Linked DNA regions of Gossypium arboreum: region 1 is linked to region 2. Evidence: chromatin contacts called from public Hi-C data. All regions are on one chromosome and are shown on one strand. The core of a region is the stretch at or near the end of the contact, and the rest is flanking DNA. Distances in the headings are between cores, read along the strand shown. Region 1 holds the start of LOC108467952 (protein transport protein Sec61 subunit beta-like). Region 2 holds the start of LOC108455650 (pentatricopeptide repeat-containing protein At1g02060, chloroplastic-like).

The links. Hi-C and Micro-C count contacts between places; a contact is called where the count stands out from the background.
Region 1: a Hi-C map of leaf shows a contact between it and region 2, with 4 times the contacts expected there. The contact joins the promoter of LOC108467952 here to the promoter of LOC108455650 in region 2. A contact is called at or near these places in 2 of 5 Hi-C or Micro-C datasets (both in leaf).

Annotation. Positions count from the first base shown.
Region 1 is chr8:23,020,614-23,025,452 of ASM2569848v2, reverse strand. It overlaps LOC108467952 (protein transport protein Sec61 subunit beta-like), which reads left to right and starts at 2,575. Exons shown (of 2, transcript XM_017768782.2): 1 at 2,575-2,723; 2 at 3,817-4,167. The coding sequence starts at 3,819. The coding sequence ends at 4,064. It overlaps LOC108467699 (F-box protein At5g07670-like), which reads left to right. Exons shown (of 2, transcript XM_017768433.2): 2 at 517-1,184. The coding sequence ends at 790.
Region 2 is chr8:22,503,439-22,508,687 of ASM2569848v2, reverse strand. LOC108455650 (pentatricopeptide repeat-containing protein At1g02060, chloroplastic-like) reads left to right here and starts at 1,414. Exons shown (of 4, transcript XM_053032024.1): 1 at 1,414-1,547; 2 at 1,637-3,779; 3 at 4,879-5,071; 4 at 5,196-5,249. The coding sequence starts at 1,456. LOC108456710 (probable helicase CHR10) reads left to right here. Exons shown (of 16, transcript XM_017755322.2): 15 at 290-404; 16 at 484-773. The coding sequence ends at 502.

The DNA of each region.
Region 1 (4,839 bases), core at 1,326-3,825, 520 kb before region 2:
TTTCCTGTGTTAGATTGTTTGCAATCATTGATTCCTATAAGCTACCTGTTGTTTGTTTCATAATGCATTGTTATTGTGTAGGAAACTGGTGATTTTATTAGAGAATAGTGTGAACAGAGCTGAGAGATAAAAATTAGTGGATGAGGTTTTGAAGGGTTTCTTCTTTTAAACAAGGGACCCTTTTAGTCTTGCAATTTTGTCGAGAAAATTTGTGTCTTTGATGGTTGATTTAATCTTATAGTCATCTGCACTAACATAGCAATTAAATTTCCGGAGGGTTCAGAATTGGGATTCCTTCCAAATGACCATGTAGGCATTCCCTTCCTCTTGATGCTCAATAGGTTGAAATGTCTCAGTCATCTGCCATGGCTTGGCTTTGAAATCCCAGTTTTGTTCCCGCCTGTTGATTTTTGTTGATAATCATGATGCGATCTCATTTTGATTCCGTTTTCTGCTCCTCACCTTAGAAATCTGACTGTAGATTTATATTTCTTTTTCCTTGTCTCCACTTTATAGGAGAGTGAAGCTTCTTTCTCTCGAAGGATGCTCGTTGCTAACTATCAAAGGTCTGGAGTTGGTAGTGCTTTCATGGAAAGAGCTTCAACGATTGAGAGTGATGTCGTGCAACAATATCAAGGATACTGAAGTCACACCTGAACTGGCAACCTTGTTTTCTGTCCTGAAAGAGTTGATATGGAGACCAGATTCCCGTTCTCTGCTATCATCAAATCTTGCAGGGACTGGAATGGGAAGGAAAGGCGATAAATTCTTCAAGAGATCAAAGAATTGATTGTGCTGCCTATTTCCATACATCTAGGTTTGATGTAGTTAATGCACATATGAACCAAATAGTAGTAGTAGCTGCAAAGAAAATGCGATAGAAACACGACCCTTAGGATTCTACAATCACCATCCATGCTATAAGTGTAGATGGTGAAGCAAGAATTACTTTGATAAATGTGTTTTTGGTGCCTGGGAATGTTGTACCGTGTAATTTTTCATTGAGGTTAGATTTTTTTAATTTTATTAACAAGTAGAATCATCTGACTTGTTAGTTGATGTAAAACACAAGGGTTAATGATGTAGTTTACACAGTTTTATGCTCTTTGTTCAAACTCACTGTAATTAGGATCTATTTGATTACCTTTATTTATGGAATAAATGATCTTTTTATTTAGGATCAATGTTAGAGATGCCTTGGTTTTTTTTTTCTTTTAAATATTTTATATTCATATTTTGTTAAAAAAAAAAAAACTAAGCATCTCAAATGGAGCTTTATCAAACAAATAAAACATATGTGATTTATTGTATGGTCATTTTTAATAATTCATACATCATTAGCAAAAGTAAATTATTGCCACACATACATCATTAGTAGGGCAAAATTAGAAAATTCTTTTAGGGGTTGAAATAAATTATAATTTTTACGATAATTTATATTTTAATAGTCTATATATTTATAATTTTAAAGAATTAAATTAAAATTTTATTATTTTTAAGAGATTAAAATATAATTTTATATTTATTAATTTAAAATATTAAATAGTCTAAATGAAAAAATTCTATTCGATGATTACCCCTGATCATTAGATTTATGATTCAATTTTTTGACGTGGGTATGCGAGTGAACACCTTCAATTAATGGGCCAAATATTGCAATATTGCAGTTCTACAATATAATCATTTTTAAGTAGTAGGGATGGCAACGGGACATGTAATTGTTTTTGGTTCCCAAAGTCCCAATCAAAATTTTAACATATTTTATCTTAAATTTTGCTTACAGGTTTAAAATTTGATCTAAATTTTTTTCAACAAAAAGTTAATTGGAAAACCTTCTTACTACTCCTTCAATTTTTTAAAAATAAAATAAAAATAAAAATAAAATAAAAATAAACATAAAAATAAAAAAGATGCTCCAGTCCGATCTAACCTCTAAGAAATAGGATCTAAAATTTTGGAATCAAATCTTAAAATGTGTGCTTATTTTGCTAATTTTATACTTGTTATCTACCATATTTACATACTTTTACATTGAATTTGGAGTTAAAAGGAAATAATAGTAAGGTAAAAGTATCGCAAACATTCTTATATTATAAATTAAATTATATTTTATCTCTTCAACTCAAAAATGAGTAAAATAGTCTTTATATGTTATATCAAATAACAAATTAGTTTTTTGTTAAAAATTTCATCTATTTCTATAAATAAAATTGGTCTCGATGTATATATGGCATGCATATGTAATTACTTAGTTCTTTTGTTAGTTATGCTTGTTTTTTATAATAAAATAGATAAATTTTAATAGAAAGAACTAGTTTGCTCGTTAATCTAAACTATAAGGATTAATTTACCTTTTTAAACAAAAAAATACAATTTAACTCTTAATATAGAAGTTTTTATGGTATTTTTACCTAATACTACTGGCGCAAAAAGGAGAAAATGTATATAAATTGGGTCAACTAGGCCTATCCAGGTTGGGCCTAGTTAGCCTGCACAATCGTAAGCGTTGGAAACAATTTCACATTGGCCAGTTTTTCAATAGGAGTACACGTGGCCGAAATTTATTGGGCGGTGGTGCGTGGAAATGCCCAGCAGCGCCGTCCCTAAAATCGAAGCATAAAGCCCACAAATTGTGTTCAAAGGGGGAGTATATAGTCGAAAAGATATTAAATAGTCTTGTCCAAAAGCTTGCGAACTCATATCCGAATTCCGAGTCGACTCAGGCGAGTTTCTCTTCTCCCTCTCTTTCATCTTCCATTTTATTTTCATTTTTGCATGTTTATAAAAACGATGGTTCTTATCTCTTTCTGGCATCCATACACAATAAGATCGATCTACTAGATTGCTTGCATGTAGATCTGGTTTTCAGATCTGATTCTTTTACATCGTTTTTTATGTGTTGTTTCTAAAGATATTCAAGTTTTAGCTTTTGAAAATTCCTCATGTATGCTTCTTATAGGATTTGGAGCATGCATAAATGTTTAATTCAATTTTGATGGATTGATTTCTATGATTTACCTTTTACTGCAATTTAATTTGGCATAATTCAATTGGATTAGACCATAAAGATTTTAATTCAAGTTTTGATGGTTTTGAATTGATCATAGATTACGATTCTTCTATTGGATTTAGTTTGAACATGGTTTATGATTATTTAGCTTAATTGATTAATAGTCGTGGAGCTTTGTGAAATTTTGGGTATCTTTGCCACTTCTCAAAACTATCTATACACTATATTGATCCCCTCTGGCCTTTTGGCAACATTCTTGTTTTGTTCCTTGAAAATTTCTTGTTATTCTCTTGTCCTCCGTTTGGAAGTTTGGAAGTTTGGATTTTGGATTTCATTTATTATTTAATAAGAATAAAATGCATAATATATGAGCAAATTAATTGAAATTAAAAAATATTAGGATATTCAATATAATATATATTAGATGGGTTTGTCAAATCCTAAAAATTTTAACAATTTTAAATTCATTACTATTCAAATCTATGGATTTGAGAAACTAATGTAAATGTTACATTTTAATTAGTTTACTAGATTTAAAATCCGTAACATATTCCAACATTGGTATAAAAAAGAGCTTTGAAAAAAATTCATGTCATGCACATACTCGTATCAAAAACTCATTTTTGTGTGAACATAGTATATGTATTGCATATAGCATGGCAGGGCAGTCATTCTTCACTATGCTCCCATCAATAAAATTTAATGAATAAATTTTCATATATATATATATATATATATTGATTCTGAAAACACCGATTGTCTAAATTTTGATCTAGTATTGAAAATAGAAGTTGGTTGTCATATAGGAATGGCAACTGGAACAGCACCACCAAGAGGAAGTGCAGCAGCAGCTGCAAACATGCGGAGGAGGAGAACGACAAGTGGTGCAGGTGCCTCGGGAGGAGCTGCTGGCACAATGCTTCAGTTTTACACAGATGATGCCCCAGGGCTGAAGATCTCTCCAAATGTGGTGCTTGTCATGAGCATTGGTTTCATTGCATTTGTTGCCATTCTCCATGTCATGGGCAAGTTGTATTTTGTTCGTAAGGAGTAGGGAGGGGCTTTCCTCAATACCTGTATTAACAAGTACCAAACAAAGATCAATGTTGTAGTTTTCAGTTTTGCTTAATAAATGGATTTTGATTTGATTTCTCCAATATTTGGCGTACTGTGAAGTCTAAATTGATCCTTGTTTATGCTCAACTTGGTCCATGCAGTGGTATTTTTTTTTTAATCAAGTTTTACTGTTTATGCTCAAATATGTTAGGTCTGGAATCATCTCTTTGAAGTTTTTGAGATTGTAGTGACTACTAGCCTTCATTTTTTCTTGGAAGTATCCGAACCCATATTATTGTGATTTTATCTCCATTCCATTCAATTTAAATCAAATCAAATTTGTTTCTAAGATCTTATAAAATTAAGAATTAAAATAAAAAAAACTGAAATATTTTATAAAATTAAGAAATTGTTACAAATGATAATTCATTATGTTTGTCCATAATTCCTTAGAACTAAGTATGTAAAAGACTGTAAATGAACCCAAAAAAGGAACACAACTATTCTCATATTATGTTTAGGAAAAAGAATCATTTATTAAGGAAAGTAAAATGCAAGTATCCAAGTCAAAAGGCTCACTCCATACGCAAAACATTGAGTAAACTCTTCGAGAAAGACGGGAGGGGAATTTCGTCCCACCAGAATATAGACACTGTAATTGTGTCTTCAATAGTAAACAATTGTAAATCAGTGTACCAAGCTCAAAAGCATCACTCGACTTGCGCAAAAGCGCATTGACTATCGTCAAGCAATCCGACTCTAATATCACATTA
Region 2 (5,249 bases), core at 165-2,664:
ACATCTTCAAAACATTCAAGTAAGATGATGCTCTCTCTTTTGTTCTGTTGTCTCTTAAATACTTGATCATTGCATTATGTAAATTACTTCTATGATTCAATCTAGTTGGCTGATCTCTTGCCTTCATGCATGTAAGACTGCTTTCAGCCACCAAAATGTCAGAAAACAAATCAACAGCTTATGAAATGAAGCATCATTTTGATTTTCATTTACAGCTATGAAGAATCCAAGTCTCGTTTGCTTCAACCATTTGGAGCCATCTAATGTATTTTATTCCTTCTTTTAACAGCTTCAATCCACATGCCACGAATTGGATATCAAGATCGATCAGATCGTGCTCAGTGGTACACCGTGGAACGTCTTCTGAGAAAATATGCTTCCATTTATGGTGTAAAGATCTTTGTGTATGCATCCCCCTCCTATCAGCTATCTCTCTCTCTTTGCAAGAATATCTAATCAACTAATTTCATTTACCTTTTGTAGGTATTATTACCGTCGGTAACTTGCTGAAGGAGTATTGTGTGTTATGTTCATGACCTTCATAACTGTCTGCCAGCCATAAATTTAAGTTAGGAGCTCTCATATACTTATCTCCTTCCATGACATTTTAGAGAAGGTTGAATGTGTTGTACAATGAATTATTCTGCATGCTGTAAATATATGAATTTGATGGGATGATATGGGTATATTACAATTTCCTTTGGACCATTTATTTGGTGGGATGAATTTGTTGTTCTTTAAGTAAAGAATGCACTTGCAATACTAATATCAAAGGCTCATCAATTCGTGTTCGATCACAGTCAGTTCCATTAAAGACGACGAAGCGCCTGAAATTTTTCTCGCTAACATTGTTGATAAGTCCGCCATTAAAAACAGAAGATGAACACGCCACTCTGACATGGTGACTACTGTTCCTCTCTTGGTTCAATTACTTTGATCCAACTTGTATAAGGGCTTGTCCACTCTATCTTTTGGATCCAAATTCACTTCTGGTCTCAGAGGACAAGGTGAGTTTGGAATAATAAACTTTTAGATTCAATCTCAAAAGCTCAAAAAAGAAGCGAAATTATTAAAATATCTTTATTTATTTCATCCCAACCAATTAAAATTTAATGAGTTGTCATATAATATTTATTTTTCAAATAATCATTTTTTAAGTTTTTGCTTAGCATTTAACAATGAGCATGTAAATTAATAAAAGAATTAATTTTCTTTAATATGTTTATTTTGCTAATCATCGTTTTTATTTAATTAATTTTATCGTTTTTATTCAATTAATTTTCTAATACAGTTTATATATTTAAGTTAAATTTCACAAATAATTTATTTAATTGCTTAAAAGTATTTTAAATTAAATTATTTAAATATTATTTAAATTATTATTTTAAATTAAAATTACTATTTTTCAACCGCAGCAGGGAAGAAATAAAATTATTTGTTTGTAGTATTTTTATTATGTTCATGGAAATGGTGCTTAGTCCTCGTTCTTACCATGGTGTCGGCAAGCAACTTTTTCTTTACCAGTGTCCGCTTCGTTTTGTTATCCGGTAGATATCTCTTGACTCTCTTTTCTTTGCCTCCACTTTATTTTCTTTGGCTTCTTCTTTATCTCTTGTAATTTCAAACAATAAATTAGGTGCTTCTCCTGTGGTCGAATCGAGATACATGGCGAAGGCACCAATGAAGGAAATCAGGGTTTGGATGAAAAAGCAGAATCATCGACCAAAACCAAGGGGGCAAAATTTATGGCTCGTGTCATCAACTCCACGCCATGGTCAAGTGAGCTTGAATCCTCTATTTCTTCTCTGTCTCCCTCTCTGTCGAAAACCACCGTCTTGCAAACACTTCGCCTCATTAAAAATCCATCTAAAGCTCTTCAATTCTTTAACTGGGTTCAACAAATGGGTTTCCCTCACGATGCCCAATCCTTTTTCTTGATGATTGAAATCTTGGGTAAAGAAAGAAATCTCTATGCAGCTCGTAATTTAACGCTTTCAATTGAGAAAAGGTCTAATGGGTCTGTTAAGCTCGAGGACAAGTTCTTTAACAGCTTGATTAGGAGCTATGGTAAAGCGGGGTTATTTCAAGAGTCTATCAAGGTTTTCGAAACAATGAAAAGCATCGGCGTGTCTCCTTCTGTCATTTCATTCAATAATCTTTTGTCAATTTTGCTTAAAAGAGGACGCACGAATATGGCAAAGAGTGTGTTCGATGAAATGCTTAGCACATATGGGGTTACACCAGATGTGTATACTTTTAACATTTTGATTAAAGGGTTTGGCATGAATTCAATGGTTGATGAGGGGTTTAGGTTTTTCAAGGAAATGGAGCGGTTTAAATGTGATCCTGATGTTGTCACTTATAATACAATTGTTGATGGATTATGCAGGGTGGGAAAGGTTAGAATTGCCCACAATGTGGTGAAAGGTATGAGCAAGAAAAGTTTGGATTTGAATCCTAATGTCGTTACTTACACTACTCTGGTTAGAGGGTATTGTATGAAGCAAGATATTGATGAAGCTTTGGCTGTTTTCCAAGAGATGATTTGTAGAGGTTTGAAACCGAATAAGATCACTTATAATACTTTAATTAAAGGGCTCTCTGAGGTGCACAAGTATGATAAGATAAAAGAAATTTTGGAGGGAATGAGAAAAGATGGAAGATTTACTCCAGATACATGCACATTCAACACGCTGATTAATGCGCACTGCAATGCTGGGAACATGGATGAAGCTTTAAATGTGTTCAAAAGGATGTCAGAAATGAAGGTACAATCAGATTCAGCTACTTATAGTGTTATAATCAGGAGTTTATGTCAAATAGCGGACTTCGAAAAAGCAGAGGAGTTCTTTGATGAGCTAGCCAAAAAGGAGATATTATTAGGTCATGTAGGTTGTACACCTGTTGTTGCGGCATATAATCCCATGTTTGAGTATTTATGTGCTAATGGAAAAACTAAGAAAGCTGAGAGAGTGTTTAGACAGCTATTGAAGAGGGGGAGACAAGACCCTCCTGCTTACAAGACTTTAATCTTAGGGCACTGCAAGGAAGGTACGTTTGAAGCTGGATATGAGCTCTTGGTCTTGATGTTGAGAAGAGACTTTGAACCGGGTTTTGAGATCTATGACTCACTGATTACTGGTCTCTTGCTGAAGGGTGAATCTCTTCTTGCTTGCCTGACCCTGGAGAAGATGCTGAAGAGTTCACATCTCCCACAGACATCTTCTGTTCATTCCATACTTGCAGAACTTCTGAAAAAGAGTTGTGCCCAAGAAGCAGCCAGTTTGGTAACTCTAATGCTGGACCATAGAATTAGACTGAATATCAATCTCTCGACACAGACTGTAAAGTTGCTGCTTGCAAGACGGATGCAGGATAAAGCTTTTCAAGTTCTTGTATTACTATATGATGACGGCTATATGGTTAAGATGGAAGACTTGGTTCATTTCCTTTGCCAGAGTGGAATGCTTTTGGAGGCGTGCAAGATGATACAATTTAGTTTGGAAAAGCACCAAACTGCTGATATTGAAATTTGCTGCACGGTCATAGAAGGTCTTTGTAACAACAGGAGACTTTCAGAAGCATTTGGTTTGTACTATGAGCTCGTGGAGAGGGGTAAACATCTAGAGTTGAGATGCCTTGACAATTTGAAAATCACATTACAAGCTGGAGGACGGCTAAATGAAGCTGAGTTTGTATCGAAGAGGATGCCAAACCAGTGGCAGGCTAATGATGCTTCTTCAAAATTCAGCACCAGGATGCCAAAATTTCAGCAGCAATAATTCCTTCGGATGTCTTTATTTGATTCATTTTCCAAAAGTGTCAAACAGGTATAGACCAAACATCTTAACTGCAGGATTTTTGGGTCGTCTGAAGTATTGACAACGAAACCGGCGGAGTCTTCAGATAGGATTCATTTCTTAGTTCTTCAAAACTCTAATATAAGGACCAGTTTCAGTTATGTCTCATAAAGTGGGACATCATGCATTTACTAAGAAATTACTTTCTTGGATTTAGATTTGATTGGTTGATACCTTAATCCCTTGATTCAACAAGATGATGAACTGTATTATCCTGTGCCTGCTTAAGATGCCCTCCAAGTAATTTCAACCTGTGTTTCACTGGTACAGAGCTCTACTGCTTTGGTGTAGATATAATTTATCATTAACACTGTTTTCTTTCTCCCCATAACTTGCAGGTACATATTCAAAAATTTCATAGATAAACATCCCACAAATTTTAAGTACTTTTGTACGTTGTAGTTGGCCTCATTATTTTCAGCACAGAGTTCATCCATAATCAGTAATATAGGAGAATCAATTTGCAGGAAGTCCAGCACACGATTGAAGCCAACTACGAAACAATGGCGAATGGTTGAAGTCTTCCATAAATCCACATATTATTATGCAAAGAAGGATAGGATTCTCCCAAGTTGCCCAGTCTTCCGACTTCAAGGCCTAAAATTCATTTCATTTGAACATATTGTAAAGAGGAGAAACGATTAGAGAGATTTGGCTGAATTTCCGTTTTGTTACTTCTTTTATTCATAGGAAGAGGATGAAGAAAGGTTACCTTATATTAAGTTGTAGTTCCTATATTGTCTACTCATGCCAAAAGCCAAGTGATGTTTTAAATTACAATTAGTTAGTTTTATCCAAAGAAGTTAAAGACTGCTGTCTTTGGGAGCTTTCAGACTTCTAACAACCTTTGCCCAAAATATTATGAAGCCCCCTTTTCATGATAGGCTTTCTTGAAACCAAACTTTCTCCAAGAACAGGCCAACCTCTCCTTTATATTCCTTGCTCATGAAAAATTCCTACAATATTAACATTTTTCAAAAGCATAATCAGTTAATCTTCTTTCCGGGCCCTCCTAAAGATGTCAAAAATTGACAATAACAATGCTCCATGGCACCGTCTCAGGCGTGCTTCCACACCAGGGAAGGCAACGGTGCTCGCCATTGGCAAGGCCTTTCCACGGCAACTAATTCCTCAAGAATACTTGGTGGAGGGCTATATACGCGATACAAATTGCCAAGATGTCTCCATCAAAGAGAAACTGGAACGTTTATGTAAGCAAAAATTCACTCTGTTTCAAACCTCCTTAATGGGGGTCTTAGACAATGCTACATGCATAGATAAAAATGATATAATTAGGTTCAATCTGTGTGTTTCTATTTTTGTTCTCTTTGGTAGGTAAAACAACTACTGTGAAGACTAGGTACACAGTGATGTGCAAGGAGATTTTAG